4 separate regions of the Sus scrofa genome follow, and all the other regions are linked to region 4. Evidence: chromatin contacts called from public HiChIP or PLAC-seq and promoter capture Hi-C data. All regions are on one chromosome and are shown on one strand. The core of a region is the stretch at or near the end of the contact, and the rest is flanking DNA. Distances in the headings are between cores, read along the strand shown. Region 1 holds the start of EIF1AD (probable RNA-binding protein EIF1AD). Region 2 holds the start of SF3B2 (splicing factor 3B subunit 2). Region 3 holds the start of SIPA1 (signal-induced proliferation-associated protein 1). Region 4 holds the start of LOC100511545.

Region 1 (7,675 bases), core at 3,260-5,759, 150 kb before region 4:
CCTGCAACTTGAGGGACAGCCCGTATTACCACTTCGGTCTGGCCTTCACACGGCCACCTTCCAGGAAGCGGCCTGTAACACAAGCTGGGCCCAGCGCTGGCCACCTGGCGACCTTTGGTGGGGAGGCCCCTTAGCCTTCCCAGGCCCAGGTTTGCATTGAAGCTTCATCGCTAATAACCATCCTTTCTCTTAAAAAAAATCTTGTGGCCACACCCATACCATATGGAAGTCCCCAGGCCAGGGATCCAATCTGAACCGCAGCTGAGACCTATGCCACGGCTGTGGCAATGCCAGATCCTTAACCTGCTGTGCCACAGTGGGAACTCCCTGTCCTGCTTTCTGACTAATCATCTAATTGTTCTACCCTCTTTTTGGTCACTCTTTTCTACTACTCTGATGTAGCTCGTATATAAAAAAGCACACAGAACCTATCTATCTGTTCAGCTTAACCAATAAATGGAGTCAATGCCTACATCAGCACCAGGCCAGGTCAAGAAATGTGAACTGCCACTCCCAGCCCCAAGTGCTCCCAGGCATCACACCTGCATTCACCCCCCGACCCCACCCCCGCCAAAGGCAATCGCCCCCGACTTTTTTTTTTCGGTCAGCTTTTTTAGTAAGCCTTTCATTTTTTTTCTTCTTCTAGTTTTACCACCTAGGTAGTGACCCCTAAGCAAGAACTGACTCCGTGAACGGGATCACACCATTTGAAGCTTCCTTTCGTCAGCTCAGTGTCACCTGCGGTTCACCTGGTGTACTGTCTCCTGGTCCTTTTCACTGGCAATGGCAGCCATTAGAGCTACCGTGCCAGCTGGGGGCTCTTATAAACAGACCTGCTGGGAACGCTGGCTCTGGTGCAGGTGTGCAGTGTCTGTCACAGCCCCAGGAGCGGAACTGCTGGCTCACAGGGTGGGTCTCCAGTTTTACTGGGAGACGCCCAACTGTTCATACCAATCCACACTCCCACCAACTGCTTATCAGGTCCTGTTGCTCCATTTCATCAGAGTACGTGGAAGTCGGTATTGTCTGACTTCCACGTACTCTGCCAATCCCCCAAGCATATAAAAGCACCTTGTTTGCTCTTCTGGGTGACCGAGCACCTTCTGACAGGTGACAAATCTTATTCACCATTTGGGTATTGCTCTGTGGTTCCCCCTCAGATCTTTTGCCCATTTCCCTATTGTATCATTTGTTTTGTTTTAAAATGTTTGTTGACGGCACCCATGGCATGCAGAAGTTTCCAGGCCTCGGATCAAGCCTGCACCACAGCAGGGACCTGAGCTGCTGCAGTGACAACACCAGACCCTCAACCCACTGCACCACAGGGAAATCCCTGCACTCTATAAAGGTACCTTGAGGAGTTCCCGTCGTGGTGCAGTGGTTCATGAATCCGACTGGGAACCATGAGGTTGTGGGTTTGGTCCCTGCCCTTGCTCAGTGGGTTAACGATCTGGCATTGCCGTGAGCTGTGGTGTAGGTTGCAGACGCGGCTCAGATCCCGCATTGCTGTGGCTCTGGTGTAGGCCGGTGGCTACAGCTCTGATTCGACCCCTAGCCTGGGAACCTCCATATGCCACAGGAGCGGCCCAAGAAACAGCAAAAAGACAAAAAAATAAATAAATAAATAAATAATAAAAAATAAAGGTACCTTGAGGGAACTTTAGATGAGCAGTTTCTCTATAATAGAGCTAAATTCACCAACTTTTTGAAATCTTTCCCTACCCTGAAACCATGGAAATCTCACATTACCTCAATTTCTGTATTTATCACCTGTCATTTCTCTCTTCACTAGACTGTAAAGCTGAGAAAAATTCTGTAAGCAAGTAGTTCCTCAAAGATGCCAGCACTGCATCTGATCCTTACGACCTCATCTCCAGGTGGGAAAACTGAGTCTCGGAAAGGCCAGGACTCTCAGTGTTCATGAGTTTTTACACTACGTTCTGAAGACCACTCTGGCTGCTTCCTAGAGGTAAATCCACACAGGTTTCTCAGCCTCTCTGAGCCTCTAGTTTCCCTGCCAGTGAAAGAGAAATAACTGTTTGTTATTTTAAAAGGAAAAAAATCTGCAGGAGTTCCTGTTGTGGCTCAGTAGGTTAAGGATCCAACACTACAAGCTGCAGTGTAGGTCACAGATGTGGCTTGGAACCAATGTTGCAGTGGCTGTGGTGTAGGCTGGCTATAGCTTTGATTCGACTCCTGGCCTGGGAACTTTCATATGCCACAAGCGTGGCGTTAAAAAAAAAAAAAAAAATCTGCAAAGATCTTAGCTGTAGACCCCGTTCACCTTAAACAATCAACAACTAACAGGTCAGAGTTCCCACTGTGACTCAGCGGTAACAAACCCAACTGGTAGCCATGAGGCTGTGGGTTCAGTCCCTGGCTTCACTCAGTGGGTTAAGGATCCTGCGTTACCATGAGCTGTTGTGTAGACTGGCAGCTGTAGCTCGGATTCAACTACTAGCCTGGGAATGTCCATATGCCATGGGTGTGGCCCTAAAAGACAGAAACAAAAAAACACAGAACAGGACAAATATGCACCAAATAGAAGCCTAACTCACATTACCTGAATTTCTGTATTTATCACCTGTCACTTCTCTCTTCACTAGACTGTAAAGCTGAGAAAAATTCACCCACCCACACCCCCGCTGCTCCCGCCTAAGCCTAAGAGAACAGGGCAGATTGCAAAAACCCTGTCCACTCCTACCGGAGGCCAGGAGAGCACATGACGATTATCAGGTAAACCCTCGCCCACATCTGGTCCACCCTTTTCCTGGCAGCGCTGACTCCAACTGTCTTCCACCAGGTGCTGCCTAGCCCAGCTGACCACGCTGACATCTGGAACACCCCAGCCCACCTGGACCCCAGGAAGGGATCAACCCACACCCTCTCCCACATCACTAAGGGATTGAGACACTCCGAGGCACCTGGCCCAAGGCCCACGTGGCCAGGATGGCTGCCCTCTGGAGCCAGAAGCTGCCGGTTTCGACGTGCACTGATAAGGAGTGTGGCAAACCTGGCCGGGCCCTGGGGAACAGGGAGCTCCCAGCCCACCTGCTTTCCATGGACAGAGCCCAGGCATGAAGGCCACTGACTTTATTGATTTAGAAAACTTTACAAGGACAGGAACTGTTCTGCCAAAAAGAGGGCCAAACATGGCATAAAACAGATCAGAAGTGAGGGTAGGGGTAAGGGCCAGGACCAGGAATTCACTCAGAAAAGCTGGTAATTGCTGACATGAAACTGGCAAGGAAAGGAGAAGGGAGATGCATGCAAGTGTGAGAATTCCAAAAAAGGTGACATGGTGAGGGGAGAGAACTCCCAAAAGATGCTGGAGTACGTTGGAAGTGCACACAACAGCAATCTTTTCCTTTGTAGAGGATGGGGGAGGAGTCCTGGCTTGGCTGCAAACTCTGGAGACTCAATGCTGGGGCTTGGGGTCGGGGGCTCCCCGGAGGGCATCACAAGAAGGCATCACACCACTCCCGGAGGCACCCGAAGCAGTCCCGCGACTGCTTGGCATTGGCGCCACACGTGTCCTTCAGCCATTCCCGGAAGAGGTCTTCATCTTTCTTGAGCACCAGAAACTGGCCAAGGACCACATAGGCCTGCAAGACAGGCAGAGGGAAGGGCATGCTGCTAGGTGCTCTGCGGACCAGGAACGAGGCCCTCAGCCTAGGAAGCAGGGCCGGCTCTGGCTAGCCCTGCAGAATACATGCCACTGCCCACCCCCAACGGGTCCACTCACTCTCCTCCCGCCCCAACTGCCAGGAAAGAGCCCAGCAGGCCATCCTCAGCCCTCCCCAGCTGCACGCAGCCACCCCACACCTTGTCAAAGCCCCTTTCCTCCAGCTTCTTGCCCAGTACGTCACCAATCCCGGCCAGGCTTCCCACTGGCTTTTCCCCCATGGGCTCTGCCACGAAATCTCGGTGCTTTTGGGAAGTTGTCATCTTGATCAAGCTTAACCTGAGAATCCCAAGAAAAGGCAGGTTAGGGCTGAAAACCCGGGAACTCCTGAGGGCCCACTACCAATCTCACAGTTAAGAGGACGCTCGACCAGTCATCGCAGAAGCTTACTCGCTTCTCCCCCCACTTCACGGACGAAAAAAGCGAAGCCTAAGGAGTCTTTTCCTCACTATTCAAAAGAGAAATCTCTTCCACTCCTTGCAGGAGCTGGTTTCGGTACCACCCCAGAGGCAACACTATCTTGCTCTAACAGGTGGCGCACGCAGAGCAGAGTCAAGATTCCAAGAGTCTGTCAGGACCCAGGGCTCGCCCTGAAATTGTCACTCCTCGGTGACCTTGGCTGGGCCCAAGTGGCACTGACCCTGCCTGCAACGGCTACCTGGCCCGTAAAGCAAATGAAGGACTCTGTCCCACCCGGCCCGCCAGCTAATCACAAAGCAGAAGCGAAGCGGCTTCTCCAGCCCGGCGGGCTGCACGCCAGGGCTCCCGCCGCGCCCCACGCCGCCGGCCCCGCCCCCAGCGCGCCGCGCCCCGCCCCCTCCCCGCGCCTCTGCGCTCGCGCGCCGCGCCCCGGCCGATCCCTCTCCGAGGGCGCATCCTCTGGCCCGCCGCAGTGCTTGAGGCGCCTTTCCCCTTCTCTTCCCCGCGCCTCCGCCAGTCTCCAGCTTGGGCCCTGCACCGCGGCTCGCACTCACCCGCAGCTCCGGTTCCCGTAACGGCCTCTCCCGCCACCCGGCCGCTCCTGCGGATGCCTCGACCCGCTAGAACTTTCGCCCCACTTCCGCTTCCGGGTCGCCTCAAGAGCCGCCTTAAAAAAAAACCCAAAATTACATTGGGCACCTCTAGCCGCGTGAAGTCATAGAGTTGAGATTGGGCCGGGGTTGAGGGGGCGGCGCGCCAGCGTGCGTTTAGGAGGCGCTCCTTTCCGGTTGCTTTGCGGGAAGCCGGGCAGCTTTCTGTGGTCTCACTGCTCGGGAAATATTTCCGGTCTGAGGGAGCAGAGGCCTGGGAGGAGAAAACTTTATTTCTCGGCGGCGCGACATTTGGAACTTAAGGATTAAACGTGGCCTACTTGGTGGTGGGAAGAATTAGAGGAGCGGACAAGGAGGGAGGTGTGGCTGGGAGGCTTCCGAGAGAGCGCCGGAAGTAAGGGGTTTCCTCGGGCCGGCGCGTGCTGTCTTCCTCGCCGTCCGGCTTGTAAGAGACTTGAGTCCAAGGGGTCTTCACCGGCGCGACCGCCGGCAAGTCCATTTTCTGTGCGCTCGTTGACTCAGCTACAAAGCGAGTCGTTGACGAGACGTGTTCAGCGTCCAGCCTGGAGAACGGGGTCGTTCCGCTTCAGGCATCGCCCGTGGGATCCGAGGGCCAGAGAGTAAGTTTGGGTTTCTCTCACTGAGCGTCTTTCCTTCGGGGTAGGAAGGGAGGAGGGCAGGCAGGGGACGGCAACTAGAGATGACACTTCGGCGTTTCCTTTGGAAACCGGCCGTCTTCTGTGTGCGCATCAGTCCTCGTCTTCTCAGTACCCAAATCATAAACAGCAGATGCCAAAGACCATGTCGGCCGGCCCTGACCTTAGTTAACTTGTTCCTAACTTGAATTCTTCTCCCTGGTCCATGTCTGTGGTATGTTGAGAGATTGAGCATCTGTTTGTGTGGCTGTGCTACGCTTGGGATGTACAGGCATACCGAAGAAGAGTTTATGTGATTCTTTCTCCCCCTGGTTGCCAGAATGACTTGTTTTCCTGAAACCCGTGTTTAGTTTTTACCGTTGTATTTTTAAATTTGTTTATTTGTTTTGGCCGTGCCTGCAGCACATGGAAGTTCCCGGCTCAGAGATTGATTCTGTGCCACAGCAGCAACCTGAGCCCCTGCAGTGAGAATGCCAGATCCTTAACCTGCTATGCCACAGGAGAACTCTTGTCACACGAGTTGTTTTTACGTGCTTTACAGTGCTAAGTGCTTTGCTTATGCTCATTCTTAGAGCAGTGCTCTAAGTTAGCTATTGTTTTTCTCTGAAGTCTAGAGAAATTGAACAGTCATGAAATACCCAAGGTGGGATTTGAATGCAAGTAGTTCTCCTTAACCTGACACTGTGTCCTCCCCAGTAAAAGGTCCCTCCCCATCTTTAGAATAGTCCTTCTGAGACTGCCATCCAAGAAACTCAGGGAGAGGAGCTGACAGTCTCTGCATCCCTCACCCCCACCCTGGGACAGGACCCAACAACATGTCTCAGGCCACCAAGAGGAAGCACGTGGTGAAGGAGGTGCTGGGGGAGCACATGGTGCCCTCCGACCGGCAGCAGATCGTCAGGGTGAGTGGCACTGGGGTGGGGACAGGGTGACTGTAGCTCAGCAAGGGTTGCAGCTGGCTGATAATGCTGACTGGTACTTGGTCTCTTCTGGACCAGGTGCTCAGGACCCCAGGGAACAATCTGCATGAGGTGGAGACAGCCCAGGGGCAGCACTTCCTGGTGAGCATGCCCTCCAAATACCGCAAGAACATCTGGATCAAGAGAGGTGAGAGAGGCAGCCCTTTAGGAGACCAATTCTGATAGCCTTGGCTTCCCTCTCTGCCAGCAGGGCTGACTTCCCTTTTCCTTTTCTCTGTCTGTAGGGGACTTTCTCATTGTTGACCCTATTGAAGAGGGAGAGAAAGTGAAGGCCGAGATCTCCTTTGTGCTCTGCAGAAATCATGTGCGCGCTCTACAGAAGGAAGGGCTCTGGTAGGGTGAGCCCCTTGGTCACTGGCTGCATGGCTTCTGAGGGACCGACTTCCTAGCACTGGAATTGGGGGGAGGGGAGGTCCCAGTGTCCCAGGCTGGATCAGCTGGAAATAGCTTTTTTGCCCAGAGGTTTCTCTGTCCTTTCTGACCTTGGCTCTTCTCTTGGCACAGGCCACAGGCCTTCTCCGAAGTGGCTGAGAAACACGATGATAACAGTAACAGGTGAGGCACAAGTCTCAGAGCAGGAAGCCAGAAAATGGGGCTTCTGGCTGTGGTGCCCTGAGGGAAAATAGAGCCTTCCTCCCTTCCTATGCAGGGGCCGTGGCAAGCGCTTTTACATATGTGGTTATGCACATGGCTGGAAAGTCATGTCTTCTTCAAATCCTGGCTTTGTCAGTTCTGAGTAACTTTAAGCAGGTTAATCTCTTAAGCCTGATGTCATTGCCTGTAAAAATGGGAGCTTTGTAAGAATTACAGAGGCTGTTGGTTCTAAAAGTGCTTAGTATACTATCTGGTAAGCAACGTGGGTTCATTGAGTGTTAGTTGGAGTTGATATTATTAAAATTAGTAGCTCTAGGAGTTTCTTGGTGGTACAGGAGGTTAAGGATCCAGCGTTGTCACTCTAACGGCTTATGTTCCATTCCTGGCCCAGGAACGTCCAAATGCTGCAGATGCAGCCAAAGAATATGTGTATGTATGTATATTAGTAGCTCTAGAAACCTTTATTTAGGCTTGGGGGTGGAGAGGTAGTTATTAGCCTGTTTCGCTCTGATTCGCTCCCTGTTTGACTCATCAAGCCACATGGTCCTCCTTTTTGTGGCGCTCCTTGATAGAAGGTCTGGTTTTCCTAGAAGGCATTGGGCTAACTCTGTCCATTTCCCTCACGCAGACAGACTCAGCCAGAACTCCCAGCTGAGCCACGGTTGTCAGAAGACAAGTCCAGCTCTGAAGATGATTCTGACCTTTTTGTTAACACCAACCGCAGACAGT
Region 2 (7,789 bases), core at 5,076-7,575, 190 kb before region 4:
TGCTGCCGGGTGTTGGGAACAGCGGCCGACACCAGCTGCATCAGGTCACCCTCAGTAACCCTCCGGATGCACCCCGGGACCCAAGCCCCGAAATGTCACCCAGACCCTACTTCCTACCCCATATACCTTTTAAATAAACAGGGCTCCCCCCACCCAATCCCGGCCCCTCAGAAGTCCTCCCACCTGCTCTCAAATCCTTCTTTAAAAATCTGGAAATACTCCCCTCCTAAAACACACTCCGCCCTCTCTATGAAAAACCACCAATCTCACCTCTCTGTTCTCATCTCCAGGGGGTGGTGGGGGACCACGAGGCCGAGGAACAGGGGCCCCCATAGGCAAAACAGTGGGAGTGGGGCCCACCGGGGCAGCTACTGAAAGAAGAAGAAAAAAAAAAAAAAAATCTAACGTCAGAAGGGACAAAACACTCCCTGTGCTTTCCTTGCTAAAAAATCAGGGTCATGGTTGGCCTTGGGAGAGGGGTGGCCAGAAGGGAGCCGGGAGGGTTTGTGTACTGCTGGGGTTTTTTTCTTTTGTCCTTCCAGGGCTGCACTGGCGGCATGTGGAGATTCCCAGGCTAGGAACTGAATCCTAGCTGTAGCTGCTGGCCCCCACCACAGCCACAGCCACGCCGGATCCTCAACTCACTAAGCAAGGCCAGGGATCGAACCCATGTCCTCAAGGATGCTAATCAGATTAGCTTCTGCTAAGCCATGATGGGAACTCCTCTGTACTGGTAGTCTGGATCTTGGTCCAGGTGCAGCTGTGTTCAGTTTGTAGAAATTCACCGATCCCTATCTTTAAAACATGTGCACTCTTTTTTATTTTGGTCTCACCCACAGAGTGCAGAAGTGATCAAACCCACGCCACAGCACTGACCTGAACCACGGCAATGACAGTGCTAGATCTTTAACCTACGAAGCCACACAGGAACTCCCCGTGTCCTCTTTTGATGTGATATACACTGGTCTGAGAATTTTAATCACCTTCCTTGCCCTTCCCTTCCAAGGCCTTACCTCGAGCACCCAGAGGAGGGCGAACACCAATCTGGCCCAAGTCCTGTGGGGGCCGAGGGACTGGGGTGCCCATCTTGGCAATCTCCTGCTGCCGTTCCTGCTCCAGTAACACGGCTGCCTGCGGGAGGGAAGCAGTGGAGACACAGCTCGGGAAATCCTTTGGGCAGGCGGGCCCTGGCAAATGCATCCTTTCAGCCAGATTATACACCCAAGGCGAACAATCAGGAACCACTGGAGTTGTGACACCCTGGCCACGCCCACACTTCTGGGCTATTGATCCGAATGAGGGAGCCCTCTCATCACAAGAGAAAACCCCAGGAAATAACACCAAGCAAAACGGGGGGAACTCCTGATTCCTAACAGAGAATTTATTACTTAGTAAACACTGCCTTCTCCTTTTCAACAAAATTTTTCTTCCCCCCAAAATTAAGTATTTCTAAGGAACAGTGATTTCTAATCTTTCTCAAGATCTGGCACAACCTGGGCAAAGATGGTTCAATGTAAATGTTTCCCTATTTGTTGCTATTAAAAGTCATTTTCTAATACTCCAAAGTAATCCATCAGGTAACTGGTACAATGCATTTCTGGGACCAAACGTCCTTTCTTTTTAGGGCTGCATCTGCGGCATATGAAAGCTCCCAGGCTAATCAGAGCTGCACCTGCAGGCCTATCCCACAGCCACAGCAACACTGGATCTGAGCCACATCTGTAACCTACACTACAGCTAGCAGCAAAGCTGCATCCTTAACCCACTGAGCAAGGCCAGGGATCGCACCTTTCATGGCTACCAGTCGGTTTCTTAACCTGCTGATCCACAGTGGGAACTCCCTGGGTCTAAACATCTTATGTATCATTCCCTAACTTAGGGCCATCGTGTTCAACTAAATCTGATACAAACGACTCAATTACCCCCCGAGTCCTCACCTAAATGGTATCACCTAAGACTGACAGGGGTCAGAAAACTTTTCCTGAATGGTACTTCTTATTTCAGACACTAAACAATAAAAGTGACAGGCAATGGACTGGACCATGGGGTCAAAAGTTAGGATGAGGGAGGCATTACCCGCTTCTGCTGCTCCAAAAGCTCATGTTCCTTCAGTGAATGATCCCCCTGCTTAAAAGAGAAAACAAGCTCATTTCAGCACCAAAATCCCACAGGCCAGTCGGCCCCAACTCTGCTCCCAGCCAGGGCCCAAGTTCTAGTCTTTGGTCCAGACCTTCCCAGAAGCCTTAGGCCCCAGGATCCGGCTCCCTCTGAGGCTCCACTTCCCATTCAGGACCCTGATGAGCCCCAGGCTCAGGCTGCTACCTGCTTGGCACGTTCCTCTTGCTGCATCAGCAATGCCGCCTGCTGCTGCGCCAGCTTTAACCGCTCTTCCTCGGACAGTGCCACAGGTTCACCCACTCGGAGAGGAGGAGGGGGGCCCAAGTTTGGAGGGCGGGGTCCAACTGCCATGGGAAAGCCAAGGCCAAGGCCAGGTGGAGGTGGTGGGGGTGGTGGAGGAGGCTGTAGAGGGGGGAGTCCCATGGGCGGGGGTGGCATGGGAATCCCAGAGAGCTGTGGGGGAAAAAAAAATGACCATTAACTGGAGGCACTGATCTACTACAAATACTTGCTGGGGAACTACAATGAGCCAGGTGCTGGGATTCAAAGTCAAACGACACACAGTTCTTGCATTCAAGAAAAAGACTACTCTTGGAGTTCCCATCGTGGCTCAGAGATTAACAAACCCGACTAGCATCCATGAGGACACAGGTTCGATCCCTGGCCTCACTCAGTGGGTTAAGAATTTGGTGTTGCCAGGCGCTGTGGTGTAGGTCAAAGATGTGGCTCGGATCTGGCATTGCTGTGGCTGTGGTGTAGTTGACAGCTGCAGCTCCAATTTGACCCCTAGCCTGGGAACCTTCATATGCTGCAGGTGTGGCCCTAAAAAGACAGAGACAGAAAAAAAAAAAAAAGGAAAAAAAAAAAAAACAAAAAACACTCCATAGCCACATCAAGAAAGGAGAATTCGGGAGTTCACATTGTGGTTTACCAGTTAAAAAACCGATCAATATCCATGAGGACTCGGGTTCAATCCCTGGCCTTTCTCAGTGGGTTAAGGAGCTGGCATTGCTGCAGGTCATAGATTTAGCTCAGATCCAGAGTTGCTGCGGCTGTGGTGTAGGCAGGCAGCTACACCTCCAATTCCACCCCTAGCCTGGGACCTTCCATATGCCACGGGTGTGGCCCTAAAAAAAAAAAGGAAGGAAGGAAATAAAGAAAGAAAAGACAAGAAAAGAAAAGAAAGAAAGGAATCAAATCAGGGAGGAAGCCCTAATTTGTCACTGAATAACATGGGAACAGTGTGCTGGGACAGCAAAAAAAGAGGTTAATTACTTCTACCTGGAGGAGGATGGGACGATCAAATTAGGCTTACAGATATTTAAGTTGAACTTTGAAGGACCTGTAGGATTTGGAGGAGCTGTCACAGCAAAGGAAGCAAAGATGAGGACCAAGGGAGAACTGAAGAGTTCCCAATTCTGTCATCACAGTACCACCCAAACTGCTGGTTGCAACCTCCAAACACACACTCCATATGAGAGGAGGGGCTACTCTGGGCAAAAAGGGATCCTAACAAGTGGGAAGACCGCCCTACCTGGGCTGACATAGGAGGGGGAGCAGCTTTGTCCCCATCTTCACCTCTCAGAACAGGCCGACTCAGGACGATGCCAGTCTGCGAAAGAGAAAGGGCTCCAGGTCAGTCCAAAAGGAGCTAGCTGTTCCGCTAAACAATGTTCGCTCGTGTCCGTTCGACAAAATTTACCCAGGGTCTGTCTGCCAGAGCTCAGACGGGGTTCTGGGGGGGGACCAGCATGTACAGAAACGATTACAACAAAGAAGACAAGAAGAGACAAAAAGAGCAAGACCTCACTCGCTGTACCGAGATACATCAAGAACGAAGAACGAAGCGTGAGGGATCACGAACCGCCTCCTCCAAAAGCTCGGCCTATCCTGACATCCCACCAACACTTACCTGGCGGGTGTAGGTCTGCAGCCTTTCCACCAGCTCCTCGCGACTCCCTGCTGGGCAAAGCACAGGATCAACGGGGTAAGGCAGGCGGAGCAGGCCCAAGTCAAGCCCCCGCCCCCCCCAACTCTTCCGCCCCCGGGTCTCCGGGGTAACCAGCTCCGCTTCCCCGCGGGCCTACACTTTCCGGCCCTTGACCACCCGTGCTCCTCACCCTGGATTGGAGCGCCGATCTCCGCTAATTTGGCCTGAAGCTCCTGAGCAGCCCAGGCACCATAATGCCCAGGAGGCGGCGGCGGCGGCAGCTGCAACTCTCCTTTCGGAGGCTCGGGATGCTCGGCCGCCATCTTAGCCGCAGGAAGGCGCGCGACCCACCCGGAAGCTCGGGCCGGCCTCCCGGCCCGCTTCCCGGAACTTCCGGCAGCGCCATACGCCACGTCCGCTCGAGGCTGGTTAGGCGGACCACCCTCTGCGATTCGTCAATGGTCCCTAGGCGGCCTGGCCGCGAAGCCTTCTGGGAGTTGTAGTGCGCAGATCACGGTCTTTGCGGGCTCAACAGGATAGGGCCTCTGGGAGGAGGGTGGTCCGTCGCAGTACCGGGAACGCTGGGGGCCGGAGCCGGGGTGGGACTGTGGGGACCGCTGGTCCGGAGCGGAGGATGTGCTTTCTGCGTCTCGCTGACCGCTGCGCAGACCTCCCCGCCTCCGGCCCGACTCCAGCTCAGGCGGGAGAGGCCCAGGCGCAGACGTTCCCGAGGACTCATTCCCCGGGCGGCCGCGCGCTGTGGGCGCCGGGCGGGAGGTTGCAGCCGATGCCTGGGATAAAACAGTGTCTGATTGTCTGCCCGCCCACTCCCGGCCCAGGCTTGGATGAATGGCCTGAAAGGGAATCGGAGCCGGAATGGAGCGGGCCCTCCGGGCTGAGCTCCAACTGCCGACCTGGGGGAAGGGCCACACTAAAGACCCTTTTTCCACCTTCCCGGCTAGCTCAAATGTCATCTCCTAGCTCAAATGTCATCTCCGCTGAGCCATCTCCTGCCGCCTTCCTTTCCTGCTCTGGAGCTTCCATAACACGTCCAAACCTCCGTCATTTGTTTTAAAGTCTTTCTTGCCCCTTATCCACACTTCCAACCCCAAAGAAATGAGTCTTGGAGTTCCCATTACGCCTCAGCAGGTTACGAACCTGACTAGGATCCCTGAGGATGCGGGTTCGATCCAGGCCTCGCTCAGTGGGTTAAGGATCCAGCGTTGCCATGAGCTGTGGCAGCTCAGATCTGGTGTGGCTGTGGCACAGGCCAGCAGCTGCAGCTTCGATCTGACCCCTAGCATGGGAATTTTCATATGCTGCAGGTTCAGCCCTAAAAAGTAAAAAAAAAAAAAAAAAAAAAAAAAAGGCATGAATCCTTTTTACTGTCTCACAGTACCTGGCGTTAAAGAGGCGCTTAATTGGAGTTCCCTTCATGGCACAGTGGTTGACGAATCCAACCAGGAACCATGAGGTTGCGGGTTTGATCCCTGGCCTTGCTCAGTGGGTTAAGGAGCTGTGGCATAGGTCGCAGACGTGGCTCAGATCCTATGTTGCTGTGGCTCTGGCGTAGGCCAGTGGCTACAGCTCCAATTAGACTGGGAACTTCCATATGCTGCGGGTGTGGCCCTAGAAAAGACCGGAAAAAAAAAAAAAAAAGAATCGTCTTTATGGCGACAGGATAAACTCAGGCCCTTTTCTTTCCTCATCCCTAGCAGCCTACTGGCGCAGCTGACCCTGCCTGGTGCTCCCCTGCCCCACCAGTGGCCTGTGCCCCTTATGTGTCCGCCTTCACGTCTCCCTGTCCTAACTACTTCCTGCCTTTGCCACTAGCAGTGAGGTCCCTCTCCCATTCTAGCTCTGCTCTCTGACAGCCAGGCTTACCTCGCGCGCGCGCACGCGCGTGTGTGTAGGTCTCATTATCCCCATACCCCTACACTCCTCAGATCTCTCTACCATGCCCTATTTCACCAACCATCCCCAAGAGGAATACCTGGGAGCAGGGAAAAAAGAATGAGACGTCAGGTCCAGGGAAGGTGAGATTTAGGAGAGACAAAGTAAAGGACTGGGCCACGAAGCTTGCTTACATCCTAACCCTGGCTAGGAAATTCTCTTTGCTCCTGCCCGAACCTGGACTCTTCCCTTTTTCATCACTACCACCACCCCAGTCTCCTGACACTCCCAGAAAAGACAAACCCAAAAAGGAAAGAACAGTAGTGCCTTCCTCTCCAGCCTGTCTGCCCAGACAGAACCATTCCTGACCCAAAGGAAGTGTCCTCCTGGTCCCTTTTACTGGAAAGCCACGGCAGGTCATCTGAAGCCAGGGGCCTCCACGGCACAGGTTATGTGCTAAGGAAGAGGCTGGGGGTCTCAGAGGCAGGATGAACTAAGGGCTAATGGCTGAGGATGCAAAGTAACCAGGGCCAGAAAGGGACAGGCCAAGTGGGGCCTCATTTTACCATAAGAGCCCTAGGACCCAGACAGGATAGGACCCCCCCACACCCCCAGTTGTGCAGAAGGGAAGACTGAGGGACAGAGAGAAACTGACATGCCCGAGGGGCTAGACTGGGACCACGAGCAGTTCTCTGGACTCTGAGGGTCCCCAACCCTTCTCTGCCTTAACAAAAACACTCTCATGATACCCACCTGTGTGGGTCTGGAATGGAATCCACCCAAAGCTGGCAAGCTCCAGGATGCTTGCCATACCAGGCCAAGAAGGCGGGATAAAGCAGGGGTTCATGAGAACCACATAAGTAAATGTGCAGCTCTCGGGGCCTGGTATGACTTTGGGAGGTGCGGCTGCTTGGCTTCCAGGTGGTTGGAGCTAAGTGCTAAGAAGGCAATAGAGGAGTTCCCGTCGTGGCACAGTGGTTAACGAATCCGACTAGGAACCATAAGGTTGCGGGTTCGGTCCCTGCCCTTGCTCAGTGGGTTAACGATCCTGCGTTGCCGTGAGCTGTGGTGTAGGCTGCAGACGCGGCTCGGATCCTGCGTTGCTGTGGCTCTGGCGTAGGATGGCAGCTACAGCTCCGATTGGACCCCTAGCCTGGGAACCTCCATATGCCGCGGGAGCGGCCCAAGAAATAGCAAAAAGAAAGAAGAAAAAAAAAGAAGGCAGTAGAACATTCAAGACCCCTCTCACACAAGGTTCAAGCAGCGCCTTCACATTTATCACCTCTGCAGTCTCTGAACAGCTCCAAGAACAGCTCCCCACTGTAGAGCTGGAAGCAACCAGGCCCACGGAGTTGCTTCTTGACTCTGGAACTTAAGTTCAACCAGGGTAGAACCTGAGTTCTCTGACTCCTAGCACAAATGCCCAGGCAAGGGTCCCAGGCCCACTAAAGCTCTGGTCAAGAGTGAATACATTCTTGGAGTTCCCGTCGTGGCTCAGTGGTCGACGAATCCGACTAGGAACCATGAGATTATGGGTTTGATCCCTGGCCTCGCTCAGTGCGTTAAGGATTCGGCATTGCCGTGAGCTGTGGTGTAAGTCGAAGACGCGGCTCGGATCTCACACTGCTGTAGCTCTGGCGTAGGCCAGTGGCTACAGCTCCAATTTGACCCCAAGCCTGGGAACCTCCATATGCCGTGGGATCAGCCCAAGAAATGGCAAAAAGACAAAAAAAAAAAAAAAAAAGACTGAATGCATCCCGTCATGGCTCAGTGGTTAACAAACCCAACTAGTATCCATGAGGACTTGGGTTCAATCCCTAGCCTTGCTCAGTGGGTTAAGGATACGGC
Region 3 (7,533 bases), core at 2,275-4,774, 130 kb after region 4:
TCAGCCCCCTAGCCTTGACCCTCCTGGGCTGGACGGGGCCCCCAGGAGAGCTGGCTTTTCAGCTGGAGTATGAGGATGAACCCGATGGAGGCAGAGGCGCATGATCCTGGCGGTGGGTGGAGGCTGGGCTTGGCCTCAGGGACGTGGTTAAAACTGGGCGGCCTCGGCCGGAGACAGAGCTTGACCCTTCACGTGGCCAGGGGCTGGCCAGGGAAAGGATGGCTCCCTGCAGGCGGCAGGGACCCCCGCCGCTCCCCACGGGCCTCCCCTCCTCACCTTTGCCGTAGAAGTACTTGCGGTAGTAGCCGGCACCCAGGTCTGCATGCTCCAGGCTGTAGGCCGAGGTCCGGCTCTGTGGCTCCTCCAGGACGGACACGGCCGCGTTGGGCAGCGCGGGGGGCACGGGTGGCGACACCGGTCCCCCCAGGCCCAGCTCGCCCTCACCCCCGAGCTCACTCACAAAGCCGGGCGCGTCAAGCAGCAGGTCCGAGCCGGCAGTCTGGTCCTGAGCCGAGGCCGGGGTCCCGGAGCCGGCCTCTGCGTGGCCCCCCTGCCCTCGTGGCCTCGGGGCCCAGTCAAAGAGCAGGCTCTGCACATCATAGTGGGCGAACCAGTGGGGCTCGGGCGCTGGTGGGAAGGTGGGCTCCGGCTCTTCGGCCGGCAGCCCCAGCAGTGCCAGCGGGTCGCTGAAGCACCGGGCGGGGGGCACGGCGGGGCGGCTGGCCTCCTCGTGGCTGTGGGCGCGGGCGCGGGGGCTGGCGGGCGTCGGGGGCCGGGCCTCGCCTGCATCGCTGCCGCTGCGCAGGAGCGGGCCCCGGGCCGGCCTGGGCTCGAAGGTTAGCGGCGTCAGCGGGGGCCGCGAGGGCTGGCGCAGCTTGCGGGCGAAGAGGTCGTCGGTGGGCGCGGGCGCCAGGCCCCGCCGAGGGCTCCCCACGCCACCTCCGCCGGCCCACATGGGCGTGCCTGGGACCTGGCTCTCCGGGTGCCGGGCCGCATTGGCAGGCACGGGGGGGTTGGTGCCCAGCCGGCAGGCCGGTTCCTGCCCTGAGAGAGGAGGGGGCTGCTCAGAGGGGCCTGGGGCGAAAACAGGAACCCGGGCCCCCAGCCCCGTCCTCCAGTACACGCTCTGGCTTCCGGCCTCCTCCGGGACCATCAAAGCCGCTTCCGCTTTCCTGGCCACTTCCTCGTCTGCCTGGGGCTGAGGTTTCCAGCCCCCTCCTCCAGCTTAGCGCCCGGGCAGGGCCGGGGGCCGGGCTGTCAGGGCCTTGGCCCTGAGGGTCCCGGAGCCTGAGTGGCCCCGGGGTTGCCAGGGTTCCCCTGCTCCCACTCACACACCTTGGCTTTGGTCTGAGCCCTGAGCGAGGGTCGCCACCAAGACCTGGCCCAACCGGACAGATGATCTGTCTCTGCTGGGACGGGAAACCCATGGGGCCGCTGGTGTCTGGGTCCTGCCCGCTTGACAAAGGGAGGACGTCCTGTCCCCAGAGACCTTCCTCCCTGCTCCTCCCACTTCCTCCAGGATCCCAGAGGCGCTGAGCACCCAGAGGCTGGGTTTCAGTGCCCTGGCTCCCAGGGCCTCAATACCTCAAGGACACAGGGGTTCCTAGGGGACACTGGCAGGGCAGCAGGAATGGCAAGAGGACTTCCTTCGGCACAGGAAGTGGCCCCAACTCTGGGCGCAGCCCCCTGTCCGGCCCCACATCCTGAGGAAGGTTCTGGGGTCACCGTAGCTCAGTCATGGGACCCAAGTCACCCTAACCTGAAGGTCAGGCCTTCAGGGCTCATCCTCCTGCAGGCTACTGTGGCCGTGCCGGCGGCCAGGGGATGGAGTCACCCTGACCAGGCCCCTTCGCTGGAACTGGGACTCATGGGGATGTCTGTCTCCCTGGCCTCACTGAGGCCGACAGGGAAGTCTGAACCCCACATGATGGTCCAGCTGAGGTCCAGATAAGGGGATGATGCTCTTGCCTGAAACGCTTTCACATCAGAGCCAGAATTTGAACCTGGGTCTGTCAATTTCCAGGGCCTAAACAGGGCTGTACCTCCCCACTCCTATCCCTGTATGTGTGGGTGGGGGGCAGGTGGGGGGTTGGGCCAAGGCTCAAGGTCTCACAGGATGTAAGAATGAGACACCCAAGGCCCCAGGGACCTGTGAAGTGCGGAAATGTGTCAAGCCCAGTGGTAGGTGCAAAGGGCGGTGTGAGAACGTGAGGGAAAGCCACCCCCAGGTGAACCCAGGATGGCGCTGGGGCAGGAGATGTGTGGGTAACCCACTAGGGGTGCAGGCACCTGCTGGCGGGTCTTTGTGCATCACCCAGTGACTGTGTGGGGCTGGGCTAGGAGGGGGCGGAGGCAGAGGCCCCAGGCATCCCTCGGCTAAAGCTCCAGAACCAAGCAGGGACAAAGCCTCCGAAGCTGAGTGTCTCCTCCCTTGGTTTCTCCTGGACAAGGTCCTGACGCTAACCCTAAAGTTCTGTTCTCTCATCTCTAAAACGGGGTTAACCATTCCTGCTGCCCCCCAGCACTGCTGGGAGACTGAAAGGAAGGTGAATCGAGCGCAGCTGGCCATGTGTTAGTGTGAGGTGGCAGAGGCAGGCCCTGGCTCCAAGTGCCCAGCTCCTGGGCCTGGACTGTGGTGTGGGTGAAGTGTGTGTGATAGGGGCGAGAGAGGACATGTGCGAGGGGGGTCTGGGCAGGGCCCCACTCCGGGTGGGCTGAGCTCTGTGTAGCTGTGCGGGCATGGCCTGTGGGCTGCCTCTTGTTCTGGCACAGTGCCAGGCTCTGGCCCTGCCTTAGGGGGTGTTCTTGGGCTCTGCCCCCCACCCGGCAGCTTCACACAGGGTCCATTGAGGCCGGGACATTCCTCGCGGCCTGTGTCACTGGGAGGAGGGGGCCGGCCGGCTCCCACAGATCCGGAAGGCCTGGCTGCCCCAGGAGGAGGCGCTGGACGCTTCCCAGCACATCTGGAGGTCATGACCCCACTTGTGCTGCCAGGGGCCGCGACAGATGTTTCCTCCCAGGCCAGGCCCGCGGTTGGGGGGCAATGTGCAAAGGCTGGGTAGGAGGCCGCCCAGGCAGAAGGGGAGCCCCAGGATAGGGGGAACCCGGCACACAGTCGGCAGGCAGCAGGGCAGTCGCCAGCGCCGCTGAGAGGGAGTCGGGAACCTTCGCATCCACTCACCCGCACGCACGCCGGTGGGGGCCGGGGCCATCGGGCAAGAGGGTGGGGGTGGGGCGCTGGTCAGAGGCAGGGGACTGGACTTGCTGACTTGGGACTGGAGCCCAGCGGGAGATTGGGAGGGTGCAACAGCGAACGAGGAGAGGACCCCCACCCACCCTCCACCTGGGTCCACACCAGGCCACTTCCTTCCCTGTCTGGCCCGACCACCGTGCCTCCGCACCCCCGCTCCCGCCGGTACCTCTGGGGCTCCCGCCCGGCCGCCTCCTCCCGCGCTGGGGTCCCGCTGCCTGCTCTCCCGCTACCGCTCCGGGCGCCGGCTCCGCCTGGGGGCGGGGCTATGCCGGGGGCGGGGCCGGCCCGGAGGGGCGGGGCGGGCCCGCGCCGGCCGCGGCGGGAAGCGCAGCGGGGCGGGCGGGGACTGCAGGCTTGGCCGTGGTCAGCCCCGCGCGGGGTTTGAGCGCCTGCCCTGAGACAGGCCCAGCCCAGCGAACTGTCCGACCTCAGCCCTCGGCTGAGAAACCGGAACAAGTGTACCTGCCTCCCTAACCGACTTGGGGCGAGGACACCGAAGGGTTCAGCTCCTGCCTGACACACAGCAAGGGCTCAGCAGGCGCCACTACTCACGAGCACCGGGTCCTGCTCTGCACACGCGCGCTCGTGTACCCTTAGAACCCAGGGGTCAACTATGTTATACTGAAGAAACTGAGGTTCAGAGAAAGGCTCTGGCCAGGGTCAAGGCTGGTAAGCGTAGGAACTGCAACTCTTTGGACGTTTCATGCTGAGACATGGAATGCAAACTTCAGATCAAGGCTTGAAAAGGGAACAGGCTCCTGAGGGAAAGGATCCCGTCCTACTTGAACCTCACCTCACCTTGGTCTAACCTTGACCCTGTCATAACCCAGACCCACATCCCTCATGCCCTCTTCTGTGCTCATCTACCCTGACCTAGCCAGCTCTTCTCCCCTCCACCCAAACGTCCCCAGATAGAAGAAACTGCCAACCAAAATCAAAAATAGTGTTATTAATTCTGGTGTCTCCGAAGCACGAAAAAAAAAAAGAAAGAAAAAAAAAAAAAAAAGAAACCTTCCCTTCCCACATATCAGCCCCAAGTCCAGGTCAGGGGGCTACCCCTGCAGGCAGTGCAAGCCAAGGCAGTCCTGGCCATGGGCTTGAAGGGGGACCAGCCCATGGGTTTGGCTCTTGGGCCTGGCTGGGAGGCTGCCTGCCTTTGGGAGCCCAGGCCCTGGATTAGGGATGAGAGATCAGGGGTCAAGGTCAGAAGTCTGGGCTACTCAGTTCTGGTGCTCTGGCTAAGGCAGCCAGAGGTCAGGGTTCACATGTGGGAGTCAAAGCCACTCAGTTCTGTGGTCCAGTAGAGAGACCCAAAGGCCAGGGGTCCAAGTTACTGAATCCAGGGCGAGGACCCAGCGGGAACCGGGCCACTCAGTACTGATGCTCCAGCAGGGGCTGGGCAGCTGGGCTCTCCTGCTCCTCAGCAGGCGCAGGCCAGTCGCCCAGGGCCCCCGTGGGCGTGCCACTCTCAGCAGCACTGCCATCCAGGCAAGGAAAGTCCTGTGCGGCTCTGGAGGGCGAGGCGTCGGTGTTGATATCCGGGCTGAGGCTGAGGTCTAGGGGCGCCTGGGGAGGAGAGAGAGGTTGGTGGGAGAGCAGACCTGAGCTGCCCGGGACCTGACCCTCCCATAAGAACCTTACCTGAGATTTGGGGGTGCTTCCTTTAGGGCTCCCTGAGGCTGGCTCCCCCTCGGATCCCCCTAGCCCTTTCCGACCCCCCAGGCTCCACTTCCCGCTGGGACCCTCAGAACTAAGGAGACCAGGGCCAGGGGGCCTTGAGGGCCTGGGACCCTCAGTGGGGGCAGGCGAAGCAGGGGACGGTCCAGGGAGCCGAGGGGGCGGCCACTGCAGCAGAGGAGGGGGACGCCCATCACCAGAGCCACTCAGGGAGGGCCTCGGGCCCCAGGCAGGGCCTGGTGGGAGGGGCTGGTCGCCGCCGCCTGTGGGAGACAGATAAGAGGCAGAGACCTTCGTGGGCCAGGCCTCCCTCCTCACTCACTGGTTCGCCCAGGCCCGGCCTGCTCACCTGCTGTGTTCTCAGGTGTGGGCTGTGCCAAGGGAGGGTTACTGGCAAGAGAGGTCAAGCCGCTGCCGCCGCCACCGCCGCCGCAGTCTGAGTCATCCACGTTCCCACCGCTGTTGCAGCCGGCACCACAGCCCTTGTGAAGCCTGCGGGAGGAGGCAGAGAAGAGACTGGCGGGGGTGGGGGCTTGGGAGGTGGAGGGGAGACGCAAAGGCCCCCGACCCAAGACAAGTCACCTAACATCTCGGAGCCCCAGGGTCCTGTTTCTAGAAGACTTTGCCGCCTGCCTGCCAGGGCTTTTGAGGAAAGCACTGAAGGCCAAAGGCCACCTTGAGCTCGGGCTGAGGGGAGCAGGGGGTGCAGCTGGATGGGCCCTGAGGGCTCAAGCCTGGCTCCCGCACTCCCTCAGTCAGACCCAGGAGGGAGCCTCTGCTTCTCGCCCCATGGACCTCACAAGCCAGTGGTGGGGTCGGAGCGCACCTTTCCCAGCTGTGCAGAAGCCAGCGGGCGATGGCGCCCAGGCTGACGGGGCCACCCCACAGCGCCCGCAGCTGGGGGTGGCTGCCGGCCAGCGAGGTGGTGAGGGGCGACACGTAGATGGGGTAGCCCAGCGGCTGGTCGCAGGAGGAATTGATCATGTTGCGGAGCGCCTGCTTGGCGTTCTGGATGCTGCCTCTCTCGGGGTTGCGGTTGCGCAGGAACACCAGCTCCTGCTGCTGCCCGGCCCAGAGGCCGCGCACACACTCACGGTTCACCTGCGGAGGCCACACGCCAGGGTCAGGAGGGTGGCCGGCCGGCCGGGCAGGCGGGGGCCGGGGCAGAGGAGAGCGGGGGGGCCTGACCTTGATGACGCGGAAGCTGAGGTGGCGCCGGTTGAGCATGATGATCTTGTACTCGTCGGAGGCGTCGTCCAGGACGTGGCGCAGGGCCAGCAGCGAGGGCGTGTTGCTGAGGATGGCGCTGCGCCAGGCCGGGTCGCCCTCGTGTGAGATGACCAGCCGCTCCTCGTTGGCCGCGATGGCATCGTACAGGGCGGCTGGCTCCTCGTACTCGTCTGGGGACGTGAAGTGGTCCTGCAGGGATGACAGGCAGGCTGAGGTCAGCAGCCCCCGCCTTGGGTCTGAGGCTCCACCGGCCACCCGGCCACCCCGCCTGGGTGCACCGCTGCCTACCTGGTGAAGCTTGAGGGCCATGCGCACCCCAGGTGCCACCACACGGTGGAGCAGGTCCATGTCGGCGAAGACCCACTCGTCGCGTGGGGAGGTGATGCGGAAGTCCCCCTTAAAGAGGGCGTGCAGGCCGTAGAGGAAGGGCTCCAGGCTGCGGAAGAGGAGCCGAGGTGACCGCCCAGGGCTCTGGGGCCCTGAGCTCGGGCTCTACACGCAGCAGTCGGAGCAGAGACCATGCTGGGCCTCGGTTTCCCCATCTTGACAAGGAGGTCAGCCTCTGCCCGTATCCCTCACGGTCAGAGGTCACAGCGGGGAAGCGCCTCGCCCATGGAGAAGAGCCACACTGAAGGAAGGACTGATGTGGCCTCCGGGGGCCGCGGTCAGAGCCCCCGAGCCCTTCGCGGAGGTGGAGGAGGGGAGCGGGAAAGGCCTGGCTGGACTTGTGGGGACTCACCTGGCAGACATGCTGTGCGAGGCTGTCCCCAGGGCCCGGCGGCCCAGCACACACAGGCCAAAACACAGCGTGACCAGCGGCGAGTTCCAATCCTGGTCCACAGGCTGCAGCACAAGGACCCCCGTCCCCAGAAGCCAGCTCAGACCTGGGCCAGGGAACTTGGGGTGGGGGCTGGGGCCCAGGCGAAGGGAGGCGGCGGCCCAGGGTAGAGGCGGGGAGGGCAGCCCCAGGGTAGGGGTGGCCAGACCTGGCCGCGCCGGGAGGCGCAGTACTGGATCCACTCCAGGTGCACTGCGCAGAAGGAGGGCAGCGAAAGGCCGGAAAGGCGGAGGTCGTAGTCCTCGTCCACGCTCAGCGAGAAGGTGGGGTCTGAGTCCGCATAGCCAGGCGCCCGCACAGGACGCAGGGCTGTCGCGATGCCCTCGTGGCTGAGCCAGGCCTCCAGTTTTGGGGAGCGGCTCACATAGTAGATGATGCTCTGTGAGGAGGGCTGGGGTCAGCGACTGGGGCCATGGCCTTGCCCTGGCCACTGAAGGAGAGGGCACCACAGAGAAGGCAGAAGTTGGCTTCCGAGGACACCCATCCCGAGTCCCAGCTCAGCTCCCTGACCCCCGTGGGCGGGTCTGCTCCGCTT
Region 4 (7,614 bases), core at 4,186-6,685:
CAAGAAATGGCAAAAAGACAAAAAAAAAAAAAAAAAAAAAAAGAAAAAAGAAATATACAGTCGATTTTTATATATTTACTTTATGTCTAGGAACTTTGTTAGGTTTGCTTTTTTTTTTTTTGATTTTTAGGACTGAACCTGTTGCATATGGAGGTTCCCAGGCTAGGGGTCCAGTCAGAGCTGTAGCTGCCGGCCTGCACCAGAGCCACAGCAATGTGGGATCCGAGCTGTGTCTGCAACCTATACCACAGCTCATGGCAACACTGGCTACTTAACCCACTGAGCAAGGCCAGGGATTGAATGCGCAACCAACCTCATGGTTCCTAGGCGGATTTGTTTCCACTGCGCCACGGCAGAAACTCCTACATACTACTTTCAATAGTTTGTGGATTCTTTGGGATTTCTTGTTTATACAACCCTAATCTGAAATAGTGACTTCCTTTCCAGTCTTCATAGCTTTTAATTCTTTTTCTTGCCTTATTATATTTGCTAGGATCCTTAGTCCAATGCAAAACTAGTGATATGATTATAAAGGAAATCCTTGACTTGTTCCTTATCTTAGAGGGAACACATTTAAAATTTAATCCAGAAGATACCTTTAGATACTTTATCAGATAAATGAAGCTCTCTTCTATGCTTGGTTTGATAAATGTTGAGTTTTATCGAATTTTTTCTCCCTTTGTTCAGATATCATATGGATTTTGCCTGTCATTCTTTCTTTGTATGTGTGGAATTTCAATGACTGATTCTTTTTTTTTTAAGCTTTTTAGGGCCGCACCCGTGGCACATGGAGGTTCCTAGGCTAGGGGTCTAGGTGGAGCTACAGCTCCAGGCGTACGCCACAGCCACAGCAGCGCCAGATCGGAGCCGAGTCTGCGACCTACACCACAGCTCACGGCAATGCCAGATCCTTAACCCACTGAGCAAGGCCAGGGATCGAACCTATGTTCTCATGGATCCTAGTCAGATTCATTTCTGCTGAGCCACAATGGGAACTCCTCTCATGACTTTTGATATGTCATGTTTTCAAAGTGATTTTCAAAGAGTTTTAAAATTTTTTCTAGTTACTATCATAATTTCTTCTTTTATCTATGACTTATTTAGAAGCTTACTGCTTAATTTCCAAATATCTTGGAATCTAGGGTTTTTTTGTTTGTTTGTTTTGTTTTTTGTTTTGGCTATGACCGCAGTATGCAGAAGTTCCCAGGCCAGGGATCGAACCCAAGCCATAGTAGTGACAATGCTGGATCCTCAACCCACTAAGCTCCCAGGGAAGTCCTAGTTATCTTTTTGTATTGATTCTTGGTTGATTCTCCTGGATCAGAGGTTACATTTTTTCTTTTTTCTTTTTTTTTTTTTGTCTTTTTAGGGCTGTACCCATGGCATATGGAAGTTCCCAGGCTAGGGGTCATATCAGAGCTATAGGTGCCAGGCTACACCAGAGCCACAGCAACGTAAGAACCAAGCCATGACTGCAAACTACACCACAGCTCACAGCAACACCGGATCCTTAACCCACTGAGCAAGGCCAAGGATCAAACCTGCATCCCCATAGATCCTAGCTGGGTTCATTACCACTGAGCCACAATGGGATCGAATAGGGGCTGTAGAGGTCACATTTATATCTTATTTCAGCTTTTAAAATTTGTTGATACTTGTTAAAGCTCAAAACATAATGTATTTTTGTAAATGCTTCATGTACACTCAAAAAGAACGTTTTATGCAGTTGTTGGGTATAGAGCTATATACAGATCAATTAGATCAAGTGACTGATCACATTATTTAAATCTTCTAAATACTTACCTTTTTTTTTTTTTTTTTTTGTCTTTTTAGAGCCGCACCCACAGCATATGGAGGTTCCCAGGCTAAGGGACTAATTGGAGCTACAGCTGCCAGCCTACACCACAGCCACACCAATACCAGATCTGAGCCATATCTGCGACCTACACCACAGCTCACAGGAATACCAGATCCTTAACCCACTAAGCAAGGCCAGGGATCAAAACTGCAACCTCATGGTTCCTAGTGGGATTCATTTCCGCTGCGCCATGACAAGAACTCCTTACCTTTTTTTTTTTTTTAATGACCACACCCAGGGCATGTGGAAGTACCAGGGCAAGGGGTCAAACTGGAACTGCAATTGCCAGCCTACGCCACAGCCACAGCAATGCAGGATCCAAGCTGCATCTGCGACCTACGCCACAGTCTCAGCAACCAGATCCTTAATGCTCTGAACAAGGCCAGGGATTGAACCCAAATCCTCCTGGATACTAGTTCATAATCCGCTGAGCCACAGTGGGAACTCCCTGAAGTGGCTTTTTAATCTTTATAAAATGTTCCTCTTATTTCTACCGATACTACTTTCTTACAGTCTACTTTGAAATTAATAAAGCTACACCAGGTTTTTTTTTGGTTAGTGTGCTCATGGTGTATATTTTCCACTATTTTTTCAATATTTCTGAGTCTTTATAAAGTATGTCTCTTTTACCAGAATATAGTGTCTTTTAAAAATCCAATCTGGGGAGTTCCTGTCTTGGCGCAGTGGTGAACGAATCCGACTAGGAACCATGAGGTTGCGGATTCAATCCCTGGCCTTGCTCAGTGGGTTAAGGATCCCGTGTTGCCGTGAGCTGTGGTGTAGGTCGCAGACGCGACTTGGATCGGGTGTTGCTGTGGCTCTGGCGTAGGCCAGCAGCAACAGCTCCGATTAGACCCCTAGCCTGGGAACCTCCATATGCCGCGGGTAGCAGTCCTAGAAAAGGCAAAAAGACAAAAAAAAAAAAAAAAAAAAAAATCCATTCTGGGTGTTCCCGCTGTGGTGCAGTGGGTTAATGATCTGGTTCATCTCTGTGGTTTTGATGGTTCAATCCCTGGCCCACCACAGGGGGTCAAGGATCTGGTGTTTCTACCGCTGTGGTGTAGGTCGCAGCTGTGGTTTGGATTCGATCCCTGGCCTGGGAACTTCCATATGCTGTAGGTACAGCCGAAAAAAGAAAAAAACATCCAATCTGATTTTTTTTTAATTTTTAATTTAAAATTTTTGCTTTTTAGGGCCACACCCCTGGCATAAGGAGGTTCCCAGGCTAGGGGATCAAATCAGAGCCGTAGCTGCCGGCCACAGTCACAGCAATGCAGGATCCGAGCCGAGTCTGCAACCTACACCACAGCTCACGGCAATGCTGGACCCTTAACCCACTGAACAAGCCCGGGGATCGAACCTGCGTCTTTACGGATGCTAGTCAGATTCCTTAACCACTGAGCCATGAAAGGAACTCCTGCAAATGTTTGTTTTTTTAATTGCAGTGTTTGTTCCAGTCATCACTACTGTAATTACTGATACAGTAAGCTATAAACCTGCCATCTTGCTTTTCATTTTCTCTTTGTCTCATCTATTTTTTGTTCTTTTATTCTTTCTTGACTTCTGTTAGATTACTCAATTTTATGTTATTTCACTTTTCCTATTATATTTAGATATTCATTTATTATCCTTTTCATTTCTCTGTACTTAAAGGAGAATCTTGAAGAAGGTAATGCTTACTCAAGAGGACAAGGTCTAGTAGTACTTTCAGAGTCTGGCACCTACAAAGGTTGAGGGTGGGTGCATCCATCAGTCTGGTAGTCCAGTACATCCTCGAAACACAAACCATCCCATATGATGACAGCCATAGTAATATAACAGCAAACATTTATATTTGTTCTTCCTCTATGCCAGGCACTGCTCTAAGCACTTTATATACATATTAACTAATTTAACCATGAATATGAACACAGATAAACAGTGAAACAGATGCTGTCTGTTCCATACTTTGTGTCTCTCAGCCGCTTTCACCTCTCCACAGTGCACTTGAACCCCAATTTTTTTTTTTTTTTTTTTTTTTTTTTGCTTTTTAGGGCCACACCCATGGCATATGAAGGTTCCCAGGTTAGGGGTCTAATCAGAGCTACAGCTGCTGGCCTATACCACAGCCACAGTAATGCCAGATCCGAGCCGCATCTGCAACCTACACCACAGCTCACGGCCACGACAGATCCTTAAGCCACCGAGCAAGGCCAGGGATCCCACCCGAAACCTCCTGGTCGGATCCGTTTCCGCTGCACCACAACAGGAACTCCTGAACCCCATTTCTTACTTCTTGGCTTCTCTGACACCCCCAGGGCAGGCTCTCCCTTTGCCCAACTGCCCCCCTGCCCCCCCGCACACATAACACACAGTCTGGCTCATTGGTGCTATAGGTCCCCAAGTCCCCTGTCTCCTTTCTGTTTGGTAACTGCTTGAGGGAGATGGGACTTCAAAGATGGACCATAGCTGCTCCATCCTGTCACAGCCCACTAATGTACATGCCTCCAATCCCTAAAAGTGAGCACTTCTGTACAACCATTCCTGGTACAAGAATGCTCAGAAACTATTTGTTGACTGAGGTGAGGTGGAAAGAATTAATGGCTTTACGATTATACAAACAGATACGCAAGTGAAGCCATCATTTCTGAACAGGATTCCCCACACTTTGGGAAAAGAGGAAGGCACTCCAGCCCCTTCTCAATCCTTAACATCCTTGCCTTTTCTTTCCCATTAAACCAGCATGACTCGGTCCTGGGGAGGGGAGAAGTAGGAGCGATGGGGCCTTTTCTGTTAGGGCAAAGGTAAAGATGCCTTCTTTGGCATCCTCACCAGTCCCCATGCAGATGCCATAGAGGCGCCCCACCCCTTGCTCAGGTCTCTTCTTTCTCTAGCTCACGCGTGCGCGCGAAAACACACATCACCACCACTCCCTGACTGGGTAGCACTGGGTACCACGGAGTGAGGGGAAGGTTGGGAGGGGGTTTGCATCCTTTCTCTACCTTGCTCTCCTTCCCAGCCTCTTGATGCTCCTCCATCACTCTCCTCGACTATAGCACACAAAGATGCCGCCGCAGGCCACTGCCCGCGCGCTCCCGCAGTTTGGTCCTCGGTAACTCGCCTGGAGGAACAGACTGAGTAGGGACCCTATCTGATGACGGTGGCACGCTCCCCTCCCTGCCCAGGAGTCACCTGGAGTAGGGCGTGGTTCCCTCGCCTTTCTCTCGCAGCCGCGCCTTTTGATTGGGTAGCAGGTTTACTGTGCGGGACGCCATTGGCTGTAAAGCCTGTCATTCCCTTGCCCAGGTCCCGGCTTTTAAGGGGGCAGTGGGGAACTGAGAGGGCCGGGGACAGGCGACAAAGTGGGTACTGGAGTCGGGGGGGGCTCCAGGGTCGCAGAGGTCTCGTGTCACGTTAGGCCCCGCCTCAGGCTTGCGGGTTGCCGTCCTCCACCGCTCTGGGCCGAGGCTTCCAACGGCCTCGCGCGGTCTGCGCGTGCGCACTCGCCCAGTCTCGCGCCCTCTAGGCGGTGGGCGGGGCGGCGGGCCAGCGGGCCGGGTGGGAGGCGGGGGGTGGGGGGTGGGGGAGACGTGGTGGGGGTGGCGGACTAGGGACGAGGGTCGGGGCTAATGTCTGTCAAGAAAGGGGTTCCGTTTGTCTTTCCTCCCTGGGACATGAGGGAGTGGAGGGGTAAGCCGCACAGGGCAGCGAGGGGGCGCGACAAGACCCGCGGCCAGAGCCCCCGAGGCCAGGCCTGGGCCCGCGGGCGGTCGCTGCTGGAGCCAGGAAGTAGAGGGGCGCAGACGACGCGAGAAAAATTGTGGATGCCCTGGAACGGGCTCATCGTGATCGGGAAGAGAATGGAGCTCCTGGGTAGAAATACGCAAAAGCCTAGGATGTGGGACCCGAAGCTTGAGTCTGAGGACTCGAGAGTGGAAGATGTGGAGAAGACAGCCTTGAGAGGAAAATCAGGCCGGAGTCAGGGTGCGAGACGAGGGCACAGTGTAGCCAGTGCATTACAGGCTTCCGCGGGTTTGGGGAAAGAGCGCTCAAAGAAGATGTGGGGAAAGCAAGAAGTCAGACACAAAATCGAGGCTGAATCTGAGAATGCCGGGACAACGCCAGGGCCTAGGAAGGGGTCTGGGTTTAAAGAGAGGTTGAACTTTACTGGAGGGAGGACCAGTGGTGAGGACTTGAGATCCAGAGGCAATGACCTAGGGCAGAATGAGGAGGAGCTGAGGTCTGGTGGAGAGAAGCTGAGGCTGAGTGGAGAGAAGCTGAGGCTGAGTGGAGAGAAGCTGAGGTCGAGTGGGGAGAAGCTGAGGTCGAGTGGGGAGAGGCTGAGGTCGAGTGGGGAGAGGCTGGGATCGAGTGGGGAGAGGCTGAGATCGAGTGGGGAGAGGCTGAGGTCGAGTGGGGAGAAGCTGAGGTCGAGTGGGGAGAGGCTGAGGTCGAGTGGGGAGAGGCTGGGATCGAGTGGGGAGAGGCTGAGATCGAGTGGGGAGAGGCTGAGGTCGAGTGGGGAGAGGCTGGGATCGAGTGGGGAGAGGCTGAGATCGAGTGGGGAGAGGCTGAGGTCGAGTGGGGAGAGGCTGAGGTCGAGTGGGGAGAAGCTGAGGTCGAGTGGGGAGAAGCTGAGGTCGAGTGGGGAGAAGCTGAGGTCGAGTGGGGAGAAGCTGAGGTCGAGTGGGGAGAAGCTGAGGTCGAGTGGGGAGAAGCTGAGGTCGAGTGGGGAGAAGCTGAGTTCAAGCAGAGAGAAGCTGGTGTTTAGGGGAGAGAAGCTGGGGACTAGTGGAGAGGATTTGAGATCCACTGGAGATCAACGTCCGTCAAGTATAGAGAAGCTGGGATCCAGTAGGGAGAAGCTGGAGAGTAGTGGAGAGAAGCTGGAGGGTTTAAGAACGGGGAGCATACAAGAAGAGAAAGTTGAAAACATGGTAGAAGTTACTGATGATGAAAGATTGATAGAAATTGTGGATGCTGAGATGGAAATGCCTTTCAAAAAGGTAGAGGAGAATGATGAAGAGCTAGAAGAGACTGAGGAAGGGGTGGAGGCTGAAGAGGATGCCTTAGAGGGAGTGAATGATAATACTGATGAATCTGTTTCTATGGAAGAGAAAGAGAATATAGATGAAGGTACCAGTGAATGAGACGGATGAAGGATTTAAGCTAAAGAAGGAAGGAGAAGCAGATAGGGAAAGTATTACAAGTCAAAGAGGAGAAATTAGAGCCAAGCAGGTTATTGATCCTCAAGGGGTAAATAGGAGAGAGAAAGGAGAGCATCTGAGCCTAAGAGGAGAGAGAGTAGGATTGAAGAGCTACTGAGAGTGAAGGCAGAGACCAGGACCAAAGGAAGTGGAGAAGAGTCATAAAGAGGGAAATGGAACATTTTGAGAAGAAAGAGAAGACTTGTTAGTCTGTTGATAAGAAGAGGAAAAATGGACATTGGTTTCTTGGAAAGGAGCTATGACTCAGGAGCTTGAAGGGAAACAGTTGAGAAGTGGATTCAGGATGAGCTAGGTTTTAATTTAACACGTGACTGGGCTTATGAGACGTAGGAGAATGCCTAGCGAGAAAAACAGAACATCGCAGCAGGGCTGAGGGCGGGGTCATGAAGTTGTGGAAGAAGATGTGGGCTGCTGTAGACAAAGTCAGTTTCTGAAGGAGGCCACTAAAGAAGAAGGAGGGACTCTGAAGTGACAAAAGCAGAAGCAGAGAGAAGAAAATAAAGAAGTGAAGAAAAAAAGTAAGCAGCCCAATCCCATAGTAGTGATGGG

What was found. Promoter capture Hi-C pulls out the DNA fragments that hold promoters and counts their contacts. HiChIP or PLAC-seq counts read pairs in DNA pulled down with a chosen protein or histone mark.
Region 1: a contact with region 4 is called in a promoter capture Hi-C map of fetal skeletal muscle, with 2.6 times the contacts expected there. The contact joins the promoter of EIF1AD here to the promoter of LOC100511545 in region 4. A contact is called at or near these places in 1 of 5 promoter capture datasets (fetal skeletal muscle), 4 of 47 Hi-C or Micro-C datasets (embryonic fibroblasts, heart right ventricle and liver) and 1 of 2 datasets of contacts at active chromatin or transcription factors (alveolar macrophages).
Region 2: an H3K27ac HiChIP or PLAC-seq map of alveolar macrophages shows a contact between it and region 4. The contact joins the promoter of SF3B2 here to the promoter of LOC100511545 in region 4.
Region 3: an H3K27ac HiChIP or PLAC-seq map of alveolar macrophages shows a contact between it and region 4. The contact joins the promoter of SIPA1 here to the promoter of LOC100511545 in region 4. A contact is called at or near these places in 1 of 5 promoter capture datasets (fetal liver), 15 of 47 Hi-C or Micro-C datasets (alveolar macrophages, blood, embryonic fibroblasts and 8 more) and 2 of 2 datasets of contacts at active chromatin or transcription factors (alveolar macrophages and skeletal muscle).

Annotation. Positions count from the first base shown.
Region 1 is chr2:6,330,373-6,338,047 of Sscrofa11.1, forward strand. It overlaps EIF1AD (probable RNA-binding protein EIF1AD), which reads left to right and starts at 4,510. Exons shown (of 6, transcript XM_003353773.4): 1 at 4,510-5,336; 2 at 6,093-6,274; 3 at 6,371-6,479; 4 at 6,577-6,685; 5 at 6,857-6,907; 6 at 7,575-7,675. The coding sequence starts at 6,188. It overlaps BANF1 (barrier-to-autointegration factor), which reads right to left and starts at 4,954. Exons shown (of 3, transcript XM_005660673.3): 1 at 4,660-4,954; 2 at 3,826-3,964; 3 at 3,079-3,605. The coding sequence starts at 3,948. The coding sequence ends at 3,459. It overlaps LOC106509306 (a long non-coding RNA gene), which reads left to right. Exons shown (of 3, transcript XR_001306720.2): 2 at 1,793-1,969; 3 at 2,607-2,925.
Region 2 is chr2:6,289,225-6,297,013 of Sscrofa11.1, forward strand. It overlaps SF3B2 (splicing factor 3B subunit 2), which reads right to left and starts at 6,326. Exons shown (of 22, transcript XM_003122505.4): 1 at 4,239-6,326; 2 at 4,031-4,077; 3 at 3,653-3,730; 4 at 2,323-2,571; 5 at 2,077-2,127; 6 at 1,014-1,131; 7 at 271-371. The coding sequence starts at 4,371.
Region 3 is chr2:6,615,032-6,622,564 of Sscrofa11.1, forward strand. It overlaps SIPA1 (signal-induced proliferation-associated protein 1), which reads right to left and starts at 3,525. Exons shown (of 16, transcript XM_021082850.1): 1 at 3,420-3,525; 2 at 277-1,044. The coding sequence starts at 955. PCNX3 (pecanex-like protein 3) reads right to left here. Exons shown (of 34, transcript XM_021082830.1): 28 at 7,147-7,377; 29 at 6,900-7,003; 30 at 6,449-6,596; 31 at 6,119-6,349; 32 at 5,757-6,031; 33 at 5,279-5,422; 34 at 4,182-5,195. The coding sequence ends at 4,625.
Region 4 is chr2:6,483,418-6,491,031 of Sscrofa11.1, forward strand. LOC100511545 reads left to right here and starts at 5,436. Exons shown (of 6, transcript XR_002341440.1): 1 at 5,436-7,583. SNX32 (sorting nexin-32) reads right to left here and starts at 5,318. Exons shown (of 13, transcript XM_003122527.4): 1 at 4,840-5,318. The coding sequence starts at 4,875.